Regions from separate parts of the Mus musculus genome. Here region 1 is linked to region 2. Evidence: chromatin contacts called from public ChIA-PET data. All regions are on one chromosome and are shown on one strand. Each heading gives the region's core, a stretch centred on a gene start, on an enhancer-like site or on the middle of the called end of the contact. The rest is flanking DNA. Distances are from core to core; before and after follow the strand shown.

Evidence for each region. ChIA-PET counts read pairs in DNA pulled down with a chosen protein or histone mark.
Region 1: a contact with region 2 is called in an RNA polymerase II ChIA-PET map of effector CD8 T cells, with 6 read pairs. The contact joins two enhancer-like sites. A contact is called at or near these places in 2 of 484 Hi-C or Micro-C datasets (bone marrow-derived macrophages and spermatogonial stem cells), 3 of 115 datasets of contacts at active chromatin or transcription factors (bone marrow-derived macrophages, effector CD8 T cells and memory CD8 T cells) and 1 of 9 other capture datasets (embryonic stem cells).

Annotation. Positions count from the first base shown.
Region 1 is chr11:119,874,828-119,880,686 of GRCm38.p6, forward strand. All of the region lies in intron 24 of Rptor (regulatory associated protein of MTOR, complex 1), which reads left to right. Among named protein-coding and RNA genes, the nearest start is that of Chmp6, 36 kb to the right of the region's middle. Within about 2 kb of position 2,449, at least 16 of the 459 cell types and tissues checked have an H3K27ac peak or open chromatin away from gene starts, as enhancers often do. A contact at or near this core is called in effector CD8 T cells and memory CD8 T cells, where this site is marked.
Region 2 is chr11:119,674,202-119,680,095 of GRCm38.p6, forward strand. All of the region lies in intron 3 of Rptor (regulatory associated protein of MTOR, complex 1), which reads left to right. Among named protein-coding and RNA genes, the nearest start is that of Rptor, 74 kb to the left of the region's middle. Within about 2 kb of position 2,805, at least 132 of the 459 cell types and tissues checked have an H3K27ac peak or open chromatin away from gene starts, as enhancers often do. A contact at or near this core is called in effector CD8 T cells and memory CD8 T cells, where this site is marked.

The sequences.
Region 1 (5,859 bases), core at 1,199-3,698, 200 kb after region 2:
CCAAGCATGAAAGGTAGTATTGTAAAGAAATCAGCCTGCAAATCTTCCAGGTGTGGGAGTCAAGCTGTAGGAACAAGACAAGGCCCATAGCTGCCCACTGACCTTACTTCCCAGTACCATGTTGTCCTCACAGAGGGGAACAACGTGCCCTTCTGATTCTGGGACAGCAGTTAAGACAGGAAGTACATGGTCTGGACTTGTGCAGTGAGCAAGAGCTGCCCAGAACTCAGGGTGGGGGCACTCAGACACTGGGTAGAGCCATGTGGGCCAGCAGTTTACCAGCAGTGTGGCTTCCCAGGACAGTTTGTGCTATGGCAGGGGAAGTTAATATGTAGAATATAGAAACAGGCCACCTGCTTCCCTCTCACTGTGGTGGCAGTGACTGTCAGTATTGGTGACTCCCTGGGACACTAATGAGAAGCTTTCTTTGAAGACATTGACAATTACTTGATCTCTGCCATCCTTGTGTGGTGACTCGGGGAAGGGCACGGGGGTCTCAGAATGCATGGCCCTTAGACTTAAAACTGAAGCCAGTGTGTTCCCAAAGCACTGTCCTAGCGTGAGCACACCATGGCTGAGTACAGGGCACTGGGTGAGCATCCTCAGATCTCAGACGCTGGCGACAATGGCTAGGCCTGATCCTTAGGAAGGATCTACTGTGCGGTGTGTACTGTGCTGGCTCCTCAGCTCGGCATAGGCCAATGCCTCCGTACTCTCCTGCAGTACATACGGCATGTAAGAGTTCCCACCACAGGAGTCAGGGACACAAACACTGCAGAGACAATGGCCAAGAAGAACCCCTAGGACAGTGGTTTTCAACCCATGTGACCCCCTGGGGGCTGATATATCAGATATTCTGCATATCAGATATTTATATTATAACTCATAACAGCAGCAAGATTAAAGCTAGGAAGTAGCAACAAAAGTAAATTTGTGGCTGGGAGTCACCTCAATATGAGGAACTGTATTAAAAGGTCATAGCATTGGAAGGTTGAAAACCACTGCCCTGGGCCTATTGCCCCATACAGAAGTGACAAGGAACATTTAGCAAATAAGCAAACGTTGTTTTCCTGCCGTGCTGACGAGCCTGTCGTCGTCTCAGCGCTGTTTGGTTGCAGCCTGCAGTGACAGAGGGGAAGCAGGGCGTGCTTTATCTTATTTGAAAGGCGCTTTAACCCTCATGCCATGTTGCTGTAATGGTGCATCAGGACCTTCTGCTGCTGGCCTGCATACGGGAGAAGTCAAAGTTGTAAGGCTGTGGCTGCCTCTCAAGGAGTAAAGAGTGTCAGAGGTGTGTAAGGAACAAAAACAGCTTCAGAGAGGAAACGTGTCGGTGGTGTAGCAGGTATTGCCTCACGGTGCCACAGAATGCCTAATGAGGGGCACAGTCAGAAAGCAGAGACTGCTGGAGCTCACCTCACTTTCCCCTTTGCCTTAGTCCAGGGTCCCAGGCTTGAAATCCCTACATCTAAGGCGGGTCTTCCCACCTCAGCTAACCTAGTCCAGATAATCCATTCTAGTCATGCCACAGCTTTGTTTCCATGGAGATCTTGAATTCCATCAGGTTGACAGGATTAGCCATCACTGACAGCAGTGAGCACCTAATGGTTAGGACTGAGTGTACAGAGCTCATGGCCAGATTGCATACAGGTCGATAGGACCCATGGAAGCCCTCTTCCTGTGCAGGACTCCACAGCTCAGTATCTGCTGTGTGATCCACAAAACAATGTTAGTGACAGCCTGTCCTGTACATTGAATTTAGTTTTGAATAGGAATGTTTTTCTTCTCTGAGTTGGCAAATTTCAAACACTGATTCTGTCCAGAACTTGCCTCCTAAAGGAGAGAAGAATGCAAACATCTAAAGATGCTGTTATAGTAGGGAATTGCCACGATGCCAGACAACGCTGTCAGACTGTGTCTATCCCCAAGACCGGTGGCCTTTCTGAGGAGGGCATTCCACTAAATGTGTGCGTGTTGCTCGTCCAAAGGTGTGTCATGTAACACTGTTTATAATACTCAAGAATTGCAAACCAAAACAGAACATTAATTAAGAACATTCATTTAACATGCCACATCCATAGACTGGGTGGCACCATATAGACATTAAAGAGTCTGTTTTCTCTCTGGGCACCATGAACAGAAAGTGCCAGCGTGTCGGAGCACAGCCCTGCACCTCAACCCAAGGCTTAAGGCACTTGTGCTGTGCAGCTCCTGCTCTTGGATAATTATGCACATCCATGAATCTGGCTCCGAGCACATTATTAAGAAGTCAGAAAATGGGAATTGTGAGGCTAAATGAAGTCACCGTAATACACACAGCTTCAGCTTGATTTTACTACATTTGCTCAAGGTGCTGCAAGGCCACTCTTTCACCTCACGCGTGAGTTCTGAGTCTGTGTAGAAGCAGGAAGCCCTAGGCTGATTCTGTTGTCCTGCTGTGGTAAAGCTGGAAAGGCGTCACTGCACCCCAGAAGTGAGTGTGGCGTAGGGTGGAGTCCTGACTGCTCTTGACTCTGCAGCACGAGGGCTGAAAGGACAGGAAGGCACCTTTGTCAGACAGGGTTGGACGCATCAGGGAGAACTCCTTTATGTAACCATGGGTCTCCAGAGACTGAGTGGAGAGGACCCACCCTCAGGGCCTCTTTGTACAGCTGCTCTGCACTGCCTGTGTGTGTGTATGTGACATGGCCTGTAAGACATAGTAGGAAGACCAATATCAGAGATAGGAGCCTGGCAGAGAGGAGCAGCATCTGTGACAGAGACACCAACACACACACTCTTTCTCAAGGACACACCTCACAGGCCCACCATGGAAAGGGAGCAGGTGCTGCTATCTCCAGACACTGGAAACTCAAGAGTAAAAGAAAAGTCACTGATCCAGACTCATAAAGGAGAGGGAACAGTCACCACACAGTCCACCCTTAGAGCCTGAGGCACAGGCCCTGCTTACAGCTCTGCAACAGAGATCCTCCTTTTTTTTTTTTTTTTTTTTTTTTTTTTTGGTTTTTCAAGACAGGGTTTCTCTGTGTAGCCCTGACTGTCCTGGAACTCACTTTGTAGACCAGGCTTGGCCTCGAACTCAGATCTGCCTGGGATTAAAGGCATGCGCCACCACGCCTGCAGCAGAGATCTTCCTGATCACCAACAGGTCAGCTGGCCCCAGCAGGAGGCTCAGCAGCTGACCTCTGACCAGAGGAGGAAGAACACAGAAGCCCTGAGGTACCCACGGGAGGGCATAAAGCGAGCCCAGCTCAGCTCCACACATCAGCCATAAGAGACCAAGCTGTTTACCTTGCTCTCTGCCATTCTGCACATTAAGTGTGGGATTCATTTAAAAACTATAAAAAGTCCAAAATTGTCAGGTAGGCACTGTCAAGAGACAGAGCCAGTCATAATGGGACTCAAGTCTGAGGCAGCCCAGATGTTGGAGCTAACAGAGATGGAGTATGAATAACTGAATAGACAAAAACCACACAACAGGACACGTGGCTCATACTGTAGATCCCAGCAATTGGGAGGCAGACAGAGAGTATTGTCATGAGTTTGAGGCCAACCTTAGCCATGTGGTGAATCCCAAGATGCCCTGGCTACAGAGTAAGACCTTATGAAAAATGAATTAAAATACTGAGGCTAATGGAAAAAAGTGGAGAGTGTGCATAAAGAGGAATTTCAACCAAATTGGAAAGTAAGGAAGGGCCCAGTGAGGTGGCTCAGTGTATAAGAGTGCTCACCACTAACCTGACAGCCTGACTTTGAGCCCCAAAACCTCATGATAGAAAGAGAACCGAATATATATATGGCTGGAGAGATGGCTCAGCAGTTAAGAGCACTGACTGCTCTTCCAGAGGTCCTGAGCTCAATTCCCAGTAACCACATGGTGGCTCACAACCATCTGTAATGAGACCCGATGCCCTCTTCTGGTGTGTCTGAAGACAGCGACAGTGTGCTCATATAATACACATACACACAATTTAAATAGAAGGTTGCTAGGCTGTGGTGGAACACACCTTTAATCTCACACAGGGAGGCAGAGACAGGTAGATCTCTGTGAGTTCAAGGCCAGCCCGATCTACTTAGTGAGACCCTGCTCAAAAGACAACAAGATCACATGTCGGTGGATCAGAAGACCTGTTGTTAAGGTGGTGATGGTGTTCCTGAAAAAGATCTGTAGATTTCCAGCTCTTTCTCTTTGAAAACTGGCATGTTTGATGCTGGGTCCCTATGGAAATGTAAAGAACAGAAGACAAGACATAAAAGAATAAAAAAGCAAGAAGGCTTACACTTCTGATTTCAAACTTCCATGTTGGTGCTAATTAAGTCTGTGTGATCTGGACATGAGGGGAGATGGGTAGCAAAGCATGCCTACCATCCCCACTGCGACCATAAACACAACTCAGAGACGGGGCCCTTTAACCCATGAGCTACCACAGTTCACCTGACTCCAGTCCTCTTGGCTGTTTAAAGAAAGACCCTTCATCTCCTCCAATCACTCACAAAACTTTGTGGTTTAAAATATTACATTATCAAACATAACTGCTAGTTTCACTAGTTGTTACCATTTGATTGTGCTAGCATTGTATCGTCTCCAAAGGCTCATGCCCTTGGGAGCCTTGGTTTCCAGCTAGTGGCACTAATTTGGGAGTTGGTAAAACCTTGTGAGTTCTGGAGGCACACTCTAGGAAGATGCACCATCTCCAGCCTCTTCTTCCACCTCGATGTGAGAAGCACTGTTCTACGACATGCTACCTGCCATGATGCCCTGCCTCGACACAGCTCAGGAACAATGGATGAAGCCGGATGACCATGGGCCAAAACCTCTGACAATGTGAGCCAAAATAAACCATTCATGTGTAGTCCCGGCTGGCCTGGAACTCAATATGTAGCTCCAGCTGCCCTCAAATTTGTAGCATTCACCTGCCTTAGCCTCCCAAGTGCAAGAAGACAGCCGTGAGCAGTATCCCTGGGCTCAGCTCTTCTGTCGTGCTGTGCATGTCAGGGTTTGGTCTCAGCAGCTGGAGTCTGACTGACACAATTGGCATTTCTGGCAAAGCTTTAAAGAAGAAGGATTGAGTGTGGTACAGAAATAGAGGTGTAGACTCTTCAGTATGCTGTGTAAAGGCAGCACCACTTTGATACCAAAACCATGTGTCATAAGAGAACAGACTGCTATCCAGTGGACCCCAAGTCCTTCACACAGTATTAAGGAGGCAAAGCACATGGACCACCCCATCCATCAGTCACTCAGCATTAAAGTCAGCCTCCTAAGTGAGAACAGGAGGATGAAGAAGACAGATGTCTGACAGCCCCACAGTCATTCATGACAAACTCAGCAAACTAGAGATAGAAATGAGCCTCATTTCCCTTGTGAAGGACACCCGCTGCTAAAGCAAGTTGAGTAGGCTTGATGGACACAGGTGTGCTACAGAGCCACCTGCATCCCTGTAAAGAGCAGCTAGAAATTGAAGTGTGGCATTTGCAATGACACTACAAAACAGAAATGCTTTGGTATAAAAAAAAAATCCTGAAAATTCTGTTACTGTAAAATAAATGGGAGAGGCCATGTTCACAGGTGGGAATGCTCAGTGGCAGCAGGAGCTGGGCCTCCCTAGGGGACACCTCCCTAGGGGACACCTCCCTAGGGGACACCTCCCTAGGGGACGCTTAAACCAGTTCAGCCCCATCCAAGTCCCAGGAACACTGTTTGGCACAACAAACTGACCAGCATGAAATGGGGAGAAAAGCAATGGAGTTGCAACAACAGCTCCAGGGCTCACACCATCCTATTTCAGGATGGCCAAGTCAGTAATCAGGATCCGAGTGGAGCTGGAGCACGGACAGACACACAGATCAATAGGGTGA
Region 2 (5,894 bases), core at 1,555-4,054:
TCAAGACAATAGGATGCTTAGGAAAAGATGGTATAAGGTGAGAGATGGGGTTCTGGTTGGCTACCCCCGTACAGTGGAACTTCAGCTTAGCGAGAAGCTGTGTGTCAAACATCTTTCTCCATATCCAGGAAGCCACACTATAGCCATAAATACTAATTTCTTCTTGAATGCCAGAACTGATGAATTCATTTACACGTGCTAAAAATGTCTCAGAATTTCCTGATATGAACCATTAGTGGGATGTCTCCATTTTAGAAACAAGCCTAAGGTAACAGTTGTCACCAGTATGCCTCTGACTGGCTGGAGAACATGCGGGGATGTACTTACTGTAAAGAGCTTGGTGTGCATAGAGCGCTTTCCTGCTTAGATACTCTCATATGGCTGAGGGCAGAGTAAGGAGGCCTGATATCCATGAGAGCCTCTTAGTAGGTGCAGACTTCATGCTGAGAGGAAATTTGCACAGAACAGCTCAGATGTGTGATCCCCAACTGTAAATCAGGATCCTTTGAAACATTGCAAAGCTAAACATGCACCACTTTATTGTCCTCTACAGAGCTCTTGTATTTCTGCAGTAATAAAGAGAGGTTGATGTGCCATCTGCAACAAAACAATAGGGATGTTATTAAATTCCAAGACCTCTGATGGAAAGACCCTGGATTCAGTTTTCTCTTCCTCCGTATGCTTTATTGCACCACTCACAGAGGTCGGGTAGTCTGCAGTGAGGTCATTCCGTTCATGTTTGCTGAAGTCACTGTGGCCTGGACATTGGTGTGGGTGGGAACAAACAGCAGTGTTAATCTCCACAGCAGAAGGAGCAGAGACCTGACTGCACCCTAAGGAGCCAGGGTGCCTGGCATGCTGCCCATTGCATTGCTTGTGCCCAGCTGCCACATTTTCTCATTTTCTAGCTGTGATTATTCAAAATCAGATACTTTGATAAAGGTGAATTTGGTTCAGTAAAGAATTTAGAGAAGCCATTGTGATTTTATTTCCAGAGGCTGCCAGACTCTGTATTAGGCCGTATTTCCTTGCCTGGCTGATTGATAGTTTATCGGTTTGCACTGGTGGAATGTCTGTTCCTAGTTACATTTAAGACTTTCCTTATTACCTTTAGGTAATAGACTTTAGCTTTGCAGGAGAGCAAAGGGAAAATGCCAGCCGTGGTTTCTGTTGAAAATTCACCAGTAAAGCCCTCTTATGTCATGATGAGCCTCAAGAGGAAGTCTTATGGGAGCTGAGAGCAAAGGCTTTTGGGCTTTTAGGAGTTTGCCTGACAGATTGAGGTGCTGGCAGTTTAGCACAAGATGCAAGTTTAGGAGCTGAGGTAGCTGACATGGAGCACTCGCCAGGTCTCCTTTACCTAAAGCATGGAGTGGGAGGCACTCTGCTGGGGTAGGTCCCAGCTCTCCTGTGGCTCCCAGGTAGGTTCTGTGGGAGTCATTACCGTTTACTGTGGGAGGTAAGGAGGGTTGGTGCACCTGTAACAGTTGGCAGGGAGCTGAGGTGACCACTGAACGGGCCTGTTTGCCAGGCAAGGGGACAGGCTTTTCGCTGTGAGTGCACATAACTGTAGGAGCTCTTTCTCATCTTGGCCAGCAGGAATGAATGGCAAAGGCTCTGTGCAGTCACCGTGGCGTTTCAGGGAGCTGAGTGGTCAGTAGGAGCCACACACTCCTGTTTCCCGAGGCTGCAGTCAGCAGGTCTTAAATCTTAGCTCCTCTGCAGTGCATTCTTGTATCTGTCACAGTGGATTTGTAGTCAACGAATGAAACATGTTTTTATAGATCTTCTCAACAAGCAGTGGACTTGGGAAGTGGGGTCTCTCTCCAGCAAAGCAAGGCTCCTGGGCACACTCCTCCTCTGAAGAGCAGCCATCTTAGCTTTGTGATCGGGTTGTACACTTGGACTGCACACATGCCTTGTTAGCTGCTTTCTAGGAAGTAGAGCTGACGTGGCCAGGGACAGACACATTTCTTTCTGTTGGGTTTACAGGCTTGTCCTGTGGGGTTTAGGCACAGGTGTTTGCAGAGCCTAGTGTTTATGTGCACGTCCGTACTTCTGGGTTGCAGGGGCTGGACCTATGTGCCTCCTCCCTTAAGCAGGCTAGCTGCAGGTTGTTGGGAAGCCTGAGGGGTCAAGCATGGAGTACTGCTCCAGCTCTCTCTCTCCTTCCCTGCTGCCTACACCCTCAGAGCCCTCGAGAGGGGCTTGGGGTCCTACTAGCCTCTTCTCTGGACTGCTCCTGGTTCCTGTGTCAGAAGGCTCTACATGCTTGCTCTGCTCTAAGGGAGGAGCGGGGTGGGACGGATGGTGCTAGTGCTCCTCCTCACCCCACCCTAGTGTTCTCTATGGGATTTACAGTGGGATGTGCTGCACACCAGTACTGGTGCAAGTCAGTGTGCTCTGCCTTACTCGGGAGCGCGTCAGAGTTGCATGTGGACAACCTGAAAAGAAGCGAGTGGAGCTCAGGGGTGGAGTGGGGGTGCTCAGAGATCACTGTGGAGTAGCCTGCCTTGAACTAGTAGTGGTGGCTCTCAGCTTGGGACAATCACATTTTGATAGAACAGTACTGCCCATCTGGACACAGCACTATCATGGCATCGATGTCACTCCTTTGTAGGCTGCCCCTATGTCATGACTGTGCTATCCTCCTGACTTCCTCTGCTGGCAGCCTTCTCTTTCCTCCAAAATAGCTGGATTCTCTGTGGAGCCAGAGCTTGGGCATGATCCACCTGTCTGTGTTTCTGTGACAAACTGCAAGTGAGGGCTCCTAGCCACGGGCAGAATTGTAGCTGAATGACTCATACTGACATGATTCAAACTCTTGTGTGATGCGCTTTGCCCCTGATCTCATTAAATTTGTAAGATGGTGTAGATGTGTCTTGTGGCAGTCTTGGGGTTAACCATTGTGTTGTGATAGTCTCCCTTAGCTGCTTCCTGCCCAGATGTTAGCAACTGTCCCCAAGACAAACATTTTGCATGTTTTTCTGCTCTGGCCATAATCTTGTACCAGCCTGTTTCCCCTCCTCTTTCCTCTCTTCTTGCCTGACAGCCTTTCCATGCAGCATGTTCAGGGACAATTCCGATGGATGCTCTTCAGCCGAAAGGCTTATTAGTCAGCCCTGCCCACGCACTTCCTGTCTTGCCCTGTCCCCAAAGGCCACGGTGTTACAACAGCCCTCTGGATGTGGAACTTAGATCTAAAACCAGTTCCAAACTTGCAAACCTAAGCTGCCATTTTAGCTAATGAGAGCACAAAGGAGTCGCCATCTCTTGACTACCCATTCTTTTGAAAGCTTACACATACTTTAGAGAAAGGTAGGTTGTGGAGATGCGTCTGCTTTCACCTGCAGGATGTATCATGCTGTGTGACTAGAGTGCTGTGGGACTCCAGCTTTCTTGAAAGTGGCGTTATTTGCAGTCCCTGTGTCAAAGGCTCGCTCTCAGAGGCAGTGGGAAGGGTGAGTGGTGCACAGAGTAGGTTCCAGCCGTCCACCACTGCTCCTCCTCTCCCTCCCTTGCTGTGCTGCATCAGGCTCTGAGGATTGCCCTCGGCCTTGCTGTCTCTGCCTTGGTGAGAGGGCAGGTAGCTTAGCGGCTGTGGAGAGACTCTTGGCTTTGGTCTGGCCAGATTTAACAGTGACATTCTTTAGCCCTTTACCCTGACTTCAAGTGCTACTGCTTCATTCTTCTCAGACTGAAAATGGAAGTTGAAGCTGGGGTGGGCATGGTGGTGTAGACCTTTTATCCCAGTACTTGGGAGGCAAAGGCAAGGGGCATCTCTTGAGTTGGAACCTAGCCTGGTCTACAGAGTGGGCTGAGGACAGCCAGGGCTGCACAGAGAAACCCTGTTTGGGAACAAACAAACAGACAAACGGTAAGTGGAGGGCTGATGGGAATAATATTGAGCAGGTCAGCCCCAGCACCCAGAGGGTCCTTGATGCCCAGCCTTCTTCCTGAGTGGTCCCCAAGCCACACTAGGACACACACGCTGCCACTCTGAAACTTTCTACCCCAGAGAGTTCCTTCATACCTACCCTCCTCATCCTGCTTGCTGTCTCCCTGTCTCTAGTATTGTCTGAAGAGCAAGCACCTCTCCACCTCTGCTGCTCATCTTGTAAAGAGGGCTCAGTCCTTTCCTCATAGCCTCCCAAGGATCTCTCTCACCACTCTGCCCTCCCGATGAGGTCAGCGTTTCTGTTTGACAGATTTTGACAAAGAAACCATGCTTGCTGAAGACTGAATCTATAACTCACCCAGCCTCTGGCACCTATGCCTTTATTACTTGGGTGGGCTTTGGAACCTGCGGCTGTGCTTGAGAATGCCTGGTCACATGGTGCTGGTACAGGTGTCATGGTATAACTGGAGCTGCTGACAGTCAGGAAGCAGAAGGCAGGGAAGGCTGAGTTTGAGAGTGCCAAAGGGAGTCCCCATATGCTCACTGCACGCCACTGTGAAAGCTGTAAAGTTATTCCCCAGCTGAACAAGAACTTGCTGAGTGGGGGAGTTGTGCAGTGATTCGGAGGGAATGGTTCTGAACGCTTCCCATGTTATTTGACTTCACTTTGTAAAAGATCCACATGTCACGGAGGTGCCTGCACACCTGGTTGGTCACCATAGCATCAGGACCTCCTTGTGTAGTTGAATTCAATGGAGACATTGAAAATAATTGGAATAAAATTCACATAATATGCCGGGCAGTGGTGGCGCACACCTTTAATCCCAGCACTTGGGAAGCAGAGGCAGGCGGATTTCTGAGTTCGAGGACAGCCAGGGCTACACAGAGAAACCCTGTCTCAAAAAACAAAAAACAAAACAAAACAAAACAAAAACAAAAAAAAAAAAAAAGAAAAAAGAAAAAAAGAAATTCACACAACATCAAACCCACACTTATTTATTTTGATGTGTGTATAGATGTCTTCCTTAGTCACTTTTCACTTGATATTTTTATTTATTTTGGGACAGGGTCTCTTCATTGAATTTAGGAAGATGGCTCAGTATATAAGGTATTCTCTGTGTGAGTGTGGATGTGATTTTAAACCCCTAGAACCCAAGTCAAAGCTGTGTGTGCTTGTGTGTGCCTATAACTTTAGTACTGTAAGAAGCAGGGCTGGAGAGGCCCTGCTTCAGGGGAATGAAGTAGAGAGTGACAGAGCAGGACACTTGACATCCTCCTCTGGCATCTGTGTGCAACCTCACACACATACACACAGAGGCAGAGCCGCAGAGCCACAGAGCCACAGAGCCACAGTTACACAGGCACACAGGCACACTCTTGCACATAATACACAGGTATATGGACTTGTACTGCTGTTCGAATGGTGCAGTGACCTGAAAGCACTTTGCCTTGCCGTGTGGCTTCACTGTCATAGGCTGTAGCTCCACGTATATGTAAACCTGGAAGACATATACATGGACATATACGTGGATGAAGCCAGCAGAACACTTCTTCACCTGCCTGAGCATTCTGCTTCTCCTGTGTTCTGCCCTATTTAGGATCATGGTCCTACAACTTGAAGATGTTTGCTTAGAACTGTTTGAAAACTTCTTGAAAGGGTCTGCCCCTTCCGACCTTCATCTGCCTCTTCTTTTTCGGATCTAGTTGGAGCTTGAGAGACTTCCTCATGCCCACTTGTCTCTTAGATTTTTGTCCTGACTGGGCTTTTGATCTGCCTTCTAGCATGGTTCCGGGCTGGTTGGGTGTTAAGTCTGCTGCGTGCTTGGAGATTGCTCCTCCACTGGAGCACATCCATAGCCCACACAGACACTTCTGAGATGGAGACACCGTTCCCGTTCACCCTGGCTGACACTGCTGTCGTGTTGCATGTTATAGTTAGCTGGCCATGAGGCCTGCCTATGGAGGCTGAGTTCTGAGTCTCAGTGTGAGCTTTAGA